Linked DNA regions of Sus scrofa: regions 1 and 3 are each linked to region 2. A link is a contact called in public HiChIP or PLAC-seq data. All regions are on one chromosome and are shown on one strand. The core of a region is the stretch at or near the end of the contact, and the rest is flanking DNA. Distances in the headings are between cores, read along the strand shown. Region 1 has its middle 20 kb from the start of VPS54. Region 2 has its middle 82 kb from the start of PELI1. Region 3 has its middle 40 kb from the start of VPS54.

Region 1 (2,729 bases), core at 203-2,702, 180 kb after region 2:
TTCAGGAAAATAATGAGGCATGGGATAAATGAAATAAAAATATAAGATGTTAGTTTTTAAGCTGTGCAACAGACAGCAGAAAGTTCATTATTCTGTTCCACTTTTGAGTATTTCAATTGTTTTATAATAAAAAAGTTAAAATGAGTAAAATTTCAATCTTAGGATAGGGAAATTTGTAAAACCCAAAAGTTGTAAATGAAAAAAAAAATGATGCCTTCAACATCCATTCCAGCCCCCTTCTTCCCTGCCTCCTATTGTAAAGGCTGTAAAGTAAATGCTGGCTTTGTGAGCCCCCAGGCAATGAGCCTGTCTATGTGACCTAATGCTGGTTTACTGAGGCGTAGGCAGAAATCAAACATTTTTAGCTACATACACAAGCAATACAAATACAAATTAAAATGAGACATCATCTATTTTTCACCTATTAGATTGGTAAAGATCAAAAAGGTTGACACCAAGTGTCAACAGTTCAAGGACAAAGTTGTTCTTCTACTCTATTGGTTCATATAAAATCTTTTGGAAGGGAAATCTGGAAGTATCTATCAAGATCTTCCTGAAAGCAAAAGCAACAATTGAGTGGTAAGAGGGGATAGGAAGGACACGAGTAGAAGAATCTATGTAGAGTCAAATTGTTTAATTAGATGACTGACTAAATGTAGAAGAAAGGGTACAAAATTACTGGGACATTAATAGAAATAGGAAAGTTAGGAATAGGCACTTGTTTGGGCACTTAAATAATAAATAATCCTATTTGAAATATGTTAGCTTTTCTGTTACTTCACAATGAAGGCAATTTTTGCAGTTGCTCTAAATCTAAAGCCTAGAATGTTAAGACATATACTCATATAGAAGATGAATAATTTCATCAAGCAGCAATCCAGAAATTTAACAGGAAACAAACTGAGAGAATGCTATTTAGCCTCAGCCATAAGCAGGACTCCTTAAAGAAAATGTATTTCAAATAATGGTTAGAAACTCCCCTCTGCCCCATCCAACTGGCAAATATTTGATAAAAATAACCTAGATTAGTGGAGAGGTAAGGAAGTTGATAATTGTCATATATGCTGGTGGCAGTAAAAGTGATAGCAACCTCTGGGAGACAACTTGATAGCATATAGCAAAAACCTTAAAAAGTAAGCCTTTAGGCCATCAACTCCAATTCTATCTGAAAAGCTTATGCAAATATTTTAAATGTAGTTTTTGTGTTTTTTTTCATCAATGTAATATAGGCACATGGTTCTTAAAAAATAAATTATTCTAAAAGACTTATGTGGGGATGCAGTTGGACCTCTGCTCCATCTCTTACCCATACTGCTCTTAAAGACTGCCACTTTCAATCTCTAGCTGTTTTATCTGTTATTTACCTCTTTGTGTTGAAGTACTTTGCTCATTCAGCTCTTTCTTGATCTAGTTTAAGACATCCTGTTATGGTGGTTGAGGATTAAGCTCTGTTACTCAACTTCTGCCCTCACTTCCCTTCCACAACTCCTCCCACTAATTTTATCATAATCTTTGAATGTCACATGGCAAGGTTTTTGGCAAAAATGCCACAAGGCAAAAATGTTCTGATTAATTCAGTAGTTAGAATTTACACAATTATGATTAGAGATAAAGACTTTTTTTCAAGCTTCATATGGCTAGCAATATTTTTTTCCAAATCTCCAAACACAAAACCATCAATCTATCAGTTCCATTTTTTTCCTCAAAACAAAACAAAACCCCTGTCCTCTTCATCTAATCAGGCTAAATACCCAGACTTTGAGGCATAATTGTTCTTCTAGGACTTCTTTCACCATCCTCTGAGTCAGCTCCCTGTTTCCTGGACTCCTTGTCATCTTTCTTGGTTGACTCTCTTAAATTGCTGAAATAGTAATTTCCTTCTAATAGCAATTTCCTTCTGAAATAGTAATTTCCCAAAGCAAATTTTTGAGATCATGAATCTCTGAAAATGTCTTTATTCTACTCTCACACTGTATTAGTGGTTACATAAAAAAATCTTAGCTAAACATAATTTCACTACAGAATGTTGAAGATAATATTCAGTTGACTTCTAGAATTGAGTAATACTAAGATGCCTAAAGTTATTGTTTCTTCTTCCTTTTGCTGCAATCATTTTTCCCCTTTTTAGAAGCCCTTATAAATTTTATTCTCAGTGCTCTACTATTTCATCATGTCATTCTTACAGGCCTTTTTTCATTTGTTAGGCTGGATGGCTGGACTATGTCAACCTGGAGACTCACCTTCTTCACATCAGATAAAGCTTTTTGGATTTTGTTTATAATTTTTTCTTCTTCATATTTGTTCTGTCCTCTCTGGAATTCTAACTAGCTGAACAATGGAATTTCTGCTTGATTTTTTTTAAGTCTCTTACATTTTTATCCTACTTTTCATCTCCTTGTCTTCTTTGTCTTCAATATTCCCTCCTGATCTGCTTTGGGGCTTTATTTCTGTGATAATATTTTTAATTTTCAAATATCTTTTTTTTTTTTCCTGTATCCATATTATCTTTGTTTCCTCCAAGTTCCTTTTGTGTTTGTTTCTTTTTTTTTTTTTTTTTTCTGTCTTTTTTGACATTTCTTGGGCTGCTCCCGTGGCATATGGAGGTTCCCAGGCTAGGGGTCTAATCGGAGCTGAGCTGCCAGCCTACGCCAGGGCCACAGCAACGCGGGATCCGAGCCGCGTCTGCAACCTACACCACAGCTCACGGCAACGCCGGATCGTTAACCCAC
Region 2 (2,700 bases), core at 64-2,563:
GGTTCCCACACTTCCCCACTGGCACTCCCCTTCTCAGCTGCATCCCATCCCAGCTTCCTACCTGACCTCTATGTTCTCTTTAGGGGACTCCCCCCCACCCCGACCCTCCACATGTGGAAGTTCTGGGGCCAGGGATGGAACCTGCACCACAGCTGCAGCCCAAGCCACAGAAGTTACAATGTCAGATCCTTAACCCACTGCACCACCAGGGAAATGAAGTCTGACTTTTTTCTTGACTTTGGTGGATGTGGTTTTTTGCCTTCTTTTCTTCTCATGGAACTCCACCTCCAGCAGTATGTACCCCAGCTGACTTCCATTCTGTTTTATACTCAGCTAAATTCTGCCAATCTTGTCCAGACAAAAGACAAAATAACAATAAAAATAACACTTCACTTCCTGTTTAAAATATGCCTGCCATTGTACAAACATTTTATATTTATGATCATATATAGGTGGGTAAATATGCAACCACCATACATTAATATATAAATATATACTACATATGATTAGTATTATGTAATGGTACACTCTCATATTTTATGTATGTATGTATGTATATAAATAAAATTTCATCTTCAGACCACCATGAGGTAGGTGATATTATCACCTCCTATAATTATACAGATGAAGAAACTGAGGCAAAAGCAGTTGACTTGGCAATATTCATACAGATTGTAAGTGGTCAAATTGGAACTTTAATTCAGGATGTTGTTTTTTGGCAGCACCAATGGCATGTGGAAGTTCCTTGGCCAGGGATGGAGCCTGAGCCATAGCAGTGAAAATGCTGGATCCTTAACCTGCTGCACTTCAAGGGAACTTCCAGGATGTCTGTTTTTTAACTGCTACTGCTATACTACTACTACTAAATAAAGATGATGGAGAGGAGTTAGAGAAAAGATGGCTTGGTGATCTAAGAAAAAAATTTTAAATGCGTGGAGCAGTTGTAATTAGCCATGAGAAGGCAGAAGAAAGTCTCCATTGGAGAGAATTGCAAAGGAAGAGGTGCCACCAGAGGATAAAAATCCTCCAATTATTCACACAAGGGGTATTTGTTTTCTCAAATAGGGACAAACTCCTGGAAAGGATAATGCCTGAATTTTTATCAATGGAATTTCACAGACTCTGGCAGGTGGGTGACAGGGAGATTTGAGCCCCTCAAGTGACAGCTCGCTCCTAGGCCCTGCCTCAGAAAAGTCCATTCGTCTTGGCAAAGCCCCTCCCACGCACGCACAATGTGCCGTCTCCTGCCGGCTTGAGGCTGGACATCTTGTCAGCCCTGCACACAAAACGAGAACTGTTTCCCCTGCGCGCAGCTGGCGCGCCCTTTCAGCAGGTCCCAGCTGCCCGGAGCCGCGCACGCCGCGGGGCCACGCCTCCGGATGAATATTCATGACGCCTTGTGCTCGGAGACCCGGATTTCACAGACTCTAAAAGGTTTAGATAGAGCATAGGGGTTTTTAGATAGGGGTTAGATGGGAGGAGGGAGCTGGGCTTTGTCTGGGCTTGCTTTTTGAAAACTACAAAGAGGAGAGAGCACATGAAAACTGAAGTCCAGAATTGCTAATCTAGGCCAGGTAAGATTTGTCAAGGGAGCTCGCTGTTCCTTGTAGTTTATCAAGTCTTTCAGTGTCCCTCTACAACCACAACCTGCAATTGCTGGTGTTTCCCAGACAAACTCTCTTCGTAATACTGGTAAGCATGAAAAGAACCGAGAGTAAGCTGTTAGCAGGGTATTATTAAATGCGTGCTTCTTAACTCTCATACAGGTAAAACTCTGCGTTAAATATGCCCCCTCTCACAAGGGGTCCTGGCAGGTATGTTAATTTGCACATTCTGATGAGCTAATCTATGACGCTTCTATGGGTGTCAGGCTATGTCATAGGCTAGAAACTTTTAAGTCAACTTTTAAAATACGTATACTCTTAGCTCTGGTTGGGCCATAATCAGGGAATTAACCATACCTGTTACCGAACTCAGGTTCAGCTGCTTACCACTCATAAAAGGATAATTTGAGAGGCAACTGTCAATACAAAGGAAAGGGGCTTTAAATCAGAAAAGCCCTCAGTCTGGAGAGATGGCAGGCAGAGGCCAGCTCTGAAGATTCTGCTCAGCATTGACAGTTTTTAAAGGGAAAAATTGTGTAAGGGGGAACAATCTCAGTGAGTCATGGAGGCAGGACGCTGGATTCTGCATCATTCCCCCTCGATTGCAGGAAGGCTGACTCTGTCTTCAGATGTTATCTTGCCAGAGTCATCTGCCTGCAGGATTGCTTAGGGGGTTGTTGGGAGTAGAGAGCTAGTCATTAAAAAAAAAAAAAAAAAAAAATTATTTTTTTCATTCTTTTTATCTAGGAAAAGAATCAACAGGTTAGCCAAGGCATGGTGTGCATTCAGGAGAGCATAAGTCTGGAGTTAGGTTAAATTGCCTAGTGATCTCATTTCTATACTTAGGTTCTTTTAAAGTTAGAAGAGAACAGAAATGGGCCAACAGGCAAAGGGCAAAATAGCTGCCTTCAGTTCCCTTCTGTCGAACATCATTCCACTTCTGTGGGATTAAGGGCAAATATCCATCTTCTGTAACTTCTTCATGCTGCTGTAGGGCACTGTATTCTCAGAATGGAAGATGTCAGCATGGGTCTGTAGCATCTTTGCTGACAGTTTTAGTTTCCCCCTTATATATACAGGCAGAGCAGGTTACAAT
Region 3 (2,711 bases), core at 16-2,515, 160 kb after region 2:
GATTCTGTGCGTCAGCATTTTTTTTTCATTTCAGAAGCTTTTATTTTTCTTATTTTTTAAATAGTTCATGCTTACACATGGTACAAACGCAGTAAGGTACAAAAGGTATACCGTGAAAAATAAATCTTTCACCTCTATCCCCCAGCTACCCTCCCTGGAGGCATTCAGTGTTGACAGAATTGATCCCTGCCCTCCCCTCCCCCCTCTGGAGGTGCAGAAACTGCGTTTTCTTCATGCAACGAAAATACAGACCTTTCTAATGCGGCAAATTTGAAATGGATACATTAAAAAATATATCAGATTTACAAACGTTTTATATATATATATATATATATATAGTAACTGTATTGTCTATAATGACTTCTTGCTCAAAAGTTCCCATTGATGTAGGTGGAAAACACTCGATCTTGCCAATTAAAAACACCTCGGTCCTTAAACCAGTCTCCCTTGGGAAATCACTGGCTTTCGGGGTTTCTCTCTCATCCCAGGGTTCTCCTCTCCCCTTCCCTTTCCCCGAATGTTGCCCAGGTGGCAGGCACACTACAGGGGAGGTGCAGGGAAGGCCTGCCAACTGCCAGGCTTTCCTGGCCTCAAGGCTTTGGTGAGTAAATTGTTCTCTCTGGCCTTTGGGTTACCGTGATTCCAGCTACTCACTGGGATCTGAAGGTCGCACACCTTATACCTTCTTGGCCCAAGGCCAGGCCTCTTCCAGCCCATTCACCCCGCCAACCTCCATCATTCCCCGACAGGGTCTCCTGACAACCACGCACAGACCCGGGAACTGGGAGCACGGTCTCCAGGCCTCTGGTTGCCCAAACCTAACATTTCCACCTCTCTGCAGTTGGCCTGGTTCCAAAGGGGAACACAGGGTCCACACCTCTCCTGAACTTAGGGCTCCGCCACCCCTCCTCTGGGGCACCCTGTGCTTATACCCTCTGACTCTCACAGCTTCCTGGCTGCTGCTTAAACTTTTATCTTCCCTGACAGTCATGGGAAAATGGCTCTCACGTCACATCCTGTGTTCTTCCTGGCACTGTCTGTGACCTGCTTGGGGTGGGGGCAGTCCTCCAAGCTCCGCCTCATCCGTGTATAGTTACATATATTTTTCATTTAGCCAAGTCTGGCTTTTACGAATCAAAAGCACTTAATTTCAAACTATTGTCTTCCTATGAATTTTTTTAAATCCTGTTTTGAAACTCAAAGCTAAATGATGACCTATGCACTCTTGGCTGGGTTTTTTTCCTCCCCGTGACTCAAAGCATGACATTGACTCAATGGGTGGGTGAGCCATGGGGACAGGGCTGATTGGGAAGGCAAACATGCTGATTGAGTATCTCATAAATGTTATCTCCATTACATCAGCATAAGGTTTCCAGTGCTCAGAGGAAGCCAATGTCAGTGTGGTAAATGTTACCAAGTTTTCAGTTGTGATGTTGGGTACACCCACTTCATGTGAAAACTTCATGGTCCGCAAACTGAGTATAAGCAAAACCTAATTGTGTGAATTCTGCCATTATCCACCCAGTTAGGCAGTACAAGCGTGAGTCATTCTGGATTCCTCTCTTTTCTTCGCACCCCATATATCCATCTGCTATTCAGAACCATCAAAGGGAAGGGGAGACTTTTTCTGATAGTCACCAAAGCGGCGTATGGGCCAGCAGTAGAAGCCCATGTCTGTCATTGGACTTTCTGCCATTGTCTCCTCCCTGGTCTCCTTGCTTCTATGTTTGACTTCCTACAATCTCTTCTCCACAAAGCAGCCAGACTTATCTTTTAAAATATAATTTAGGAGTTCCCGTCGTGGCGCAGTGGTTAACAAATCCGACTAGGAACCCTGAGGTTGCGGGTTCGGTCCCTGCCTTTGCTCAGTGGGTTAACAATCCGGCGTTGCCATAAGCTGTGGTGTAGGTCGCAGACGCGGCTCGGATCCCGTGTTGCTGTGGCTCTGGCATAGGCCGGCGGCTACAGCTCCGATTAGACCCCTAGCCTGGGAACCTCCATTTGCCACAGGAGCAGCCCAAGAAATAGCAAAAAGACAAAAAATAAAAAAAATTAAAAAATAAAATAAAATATAATTTAGATCTTATCACTTCCCAGCTTCCTTGCCTTAAACCCTCCAATAGCTTCCTATCACTCTTTGAACTGACTCCATCTCCCTCTTCAGCCTTACCTCCTCATCTCCTTCCAAACCTTCCCCCTTACTCTGCTCCAGCCACACTGCCCACCTTTCTGCCCTCAAATACACCAGCCTCATTTTGACCCCAAGGCCTTTGCACTTACTCTTTCTTTATTAGCAAAACTCTTCCCTAGATTGTCATACTGCTGCCTCCTTCTCAGCCTTCAGGCCTCAACTCAGATGTCGTCAAGCAGCCACATCCCACCCCAGGTACCACTGACCAAATTACTCTATTTATCTTCGTAGCCCTTAGTTCCTGAAATTGTATTATTTATTTACATGTTTATTACCTATCTCCTCCTCACTTGGAATGTAACCACCTTGGACAAGAGTTTGATTTGCCTTCCTCAGAATGATATTTTTGCGTTAAACAGTGCCTGGCGCATAATAAACAGTATGTATGTGTGGACCAAAACCAACTTATTTCATCCAAAGGAGAAAAGGAGAAAGACAACATTTTTTAACCTGACAAGCACTCATAGATACCTTTTTATTAGATTCCCATTTAGAAGAAATCATTCATTTCTACTAGTTT

The links. HiChIP or PLAC-seq counts read pairs in DNA pulled down with a chosen protein or histone mark.
Region 1: a contact with region 2 is called in an H3K27ac HiChIP or PLAC-seq map of alveolar macrophages. The contact joins two enhancer-like sites. A contact is called at or near these places in 2 of 2 datasets of contacts at active chromatin or transcription factors (alveolar macrophages and skeletal muscle).
Region 3: a contact with region 2 is called in an H3K27ac HiChIP or PLAC-seq map of alveolar macrophages. The contact joins two enhancer-like sites. A contact is called at or near these places in 2 of 2 datasets of contacts at active chromatin or transcription factors (alveolar macrophages and skeletal muscle).

Annotation. Positions count from the first base shown.
Region 1 is chr3:77,834,474-77,837,202 of Sscrofa11.1, forward strand. No RefSeq gene overlaps it. Among named protein-coding and RNA genes, the nearest start is that of VPS54, 20 kb to the right of the region's middle. Within about 2 kb of position 1,453, at least 5 of the 83 cell types and tissues checked have an H3K27ac peak or open chromatin away from gene starts, as enhancers often do. A contact at or near this core is called in alveolar macrophages, where this site is marked.
Region 2 is chr3:77,657,203-77,659,902 of Sscrofa11.1, forward strand. No RefSeq gene overlaps it. Among named protein-coding and RNA genes, the nearest start is that of PELI1, 82 kb to the right of the region's middle. Within about 2 kb of position 1,314, at least 49 of the 83 cell types and tissues checked have an H3K27ac peak or open chromatin away from gene starts, as enhancers often do. A contact at or near this core is called in alveolar macrophages and skeletal muscle, where this site is marked.
Region 3 is chr3:77,814,281-77,816,991 of Sscrofa11.1, forward strand. No RefSeq gene overlaps it. Among named protein-coding and RNA genes, the nearest start is that of VPS54, 40 kb to the right of the region's middle. Within about 2 kb of position 1,266, at least 27 of the 83 cell types and tissues checked have an H3K27ac peak or open chromatin away from gene starts, as enhancers often do. A contact at or near this core is called in alveolar macrophages and skeletal muscle, where this site is marked.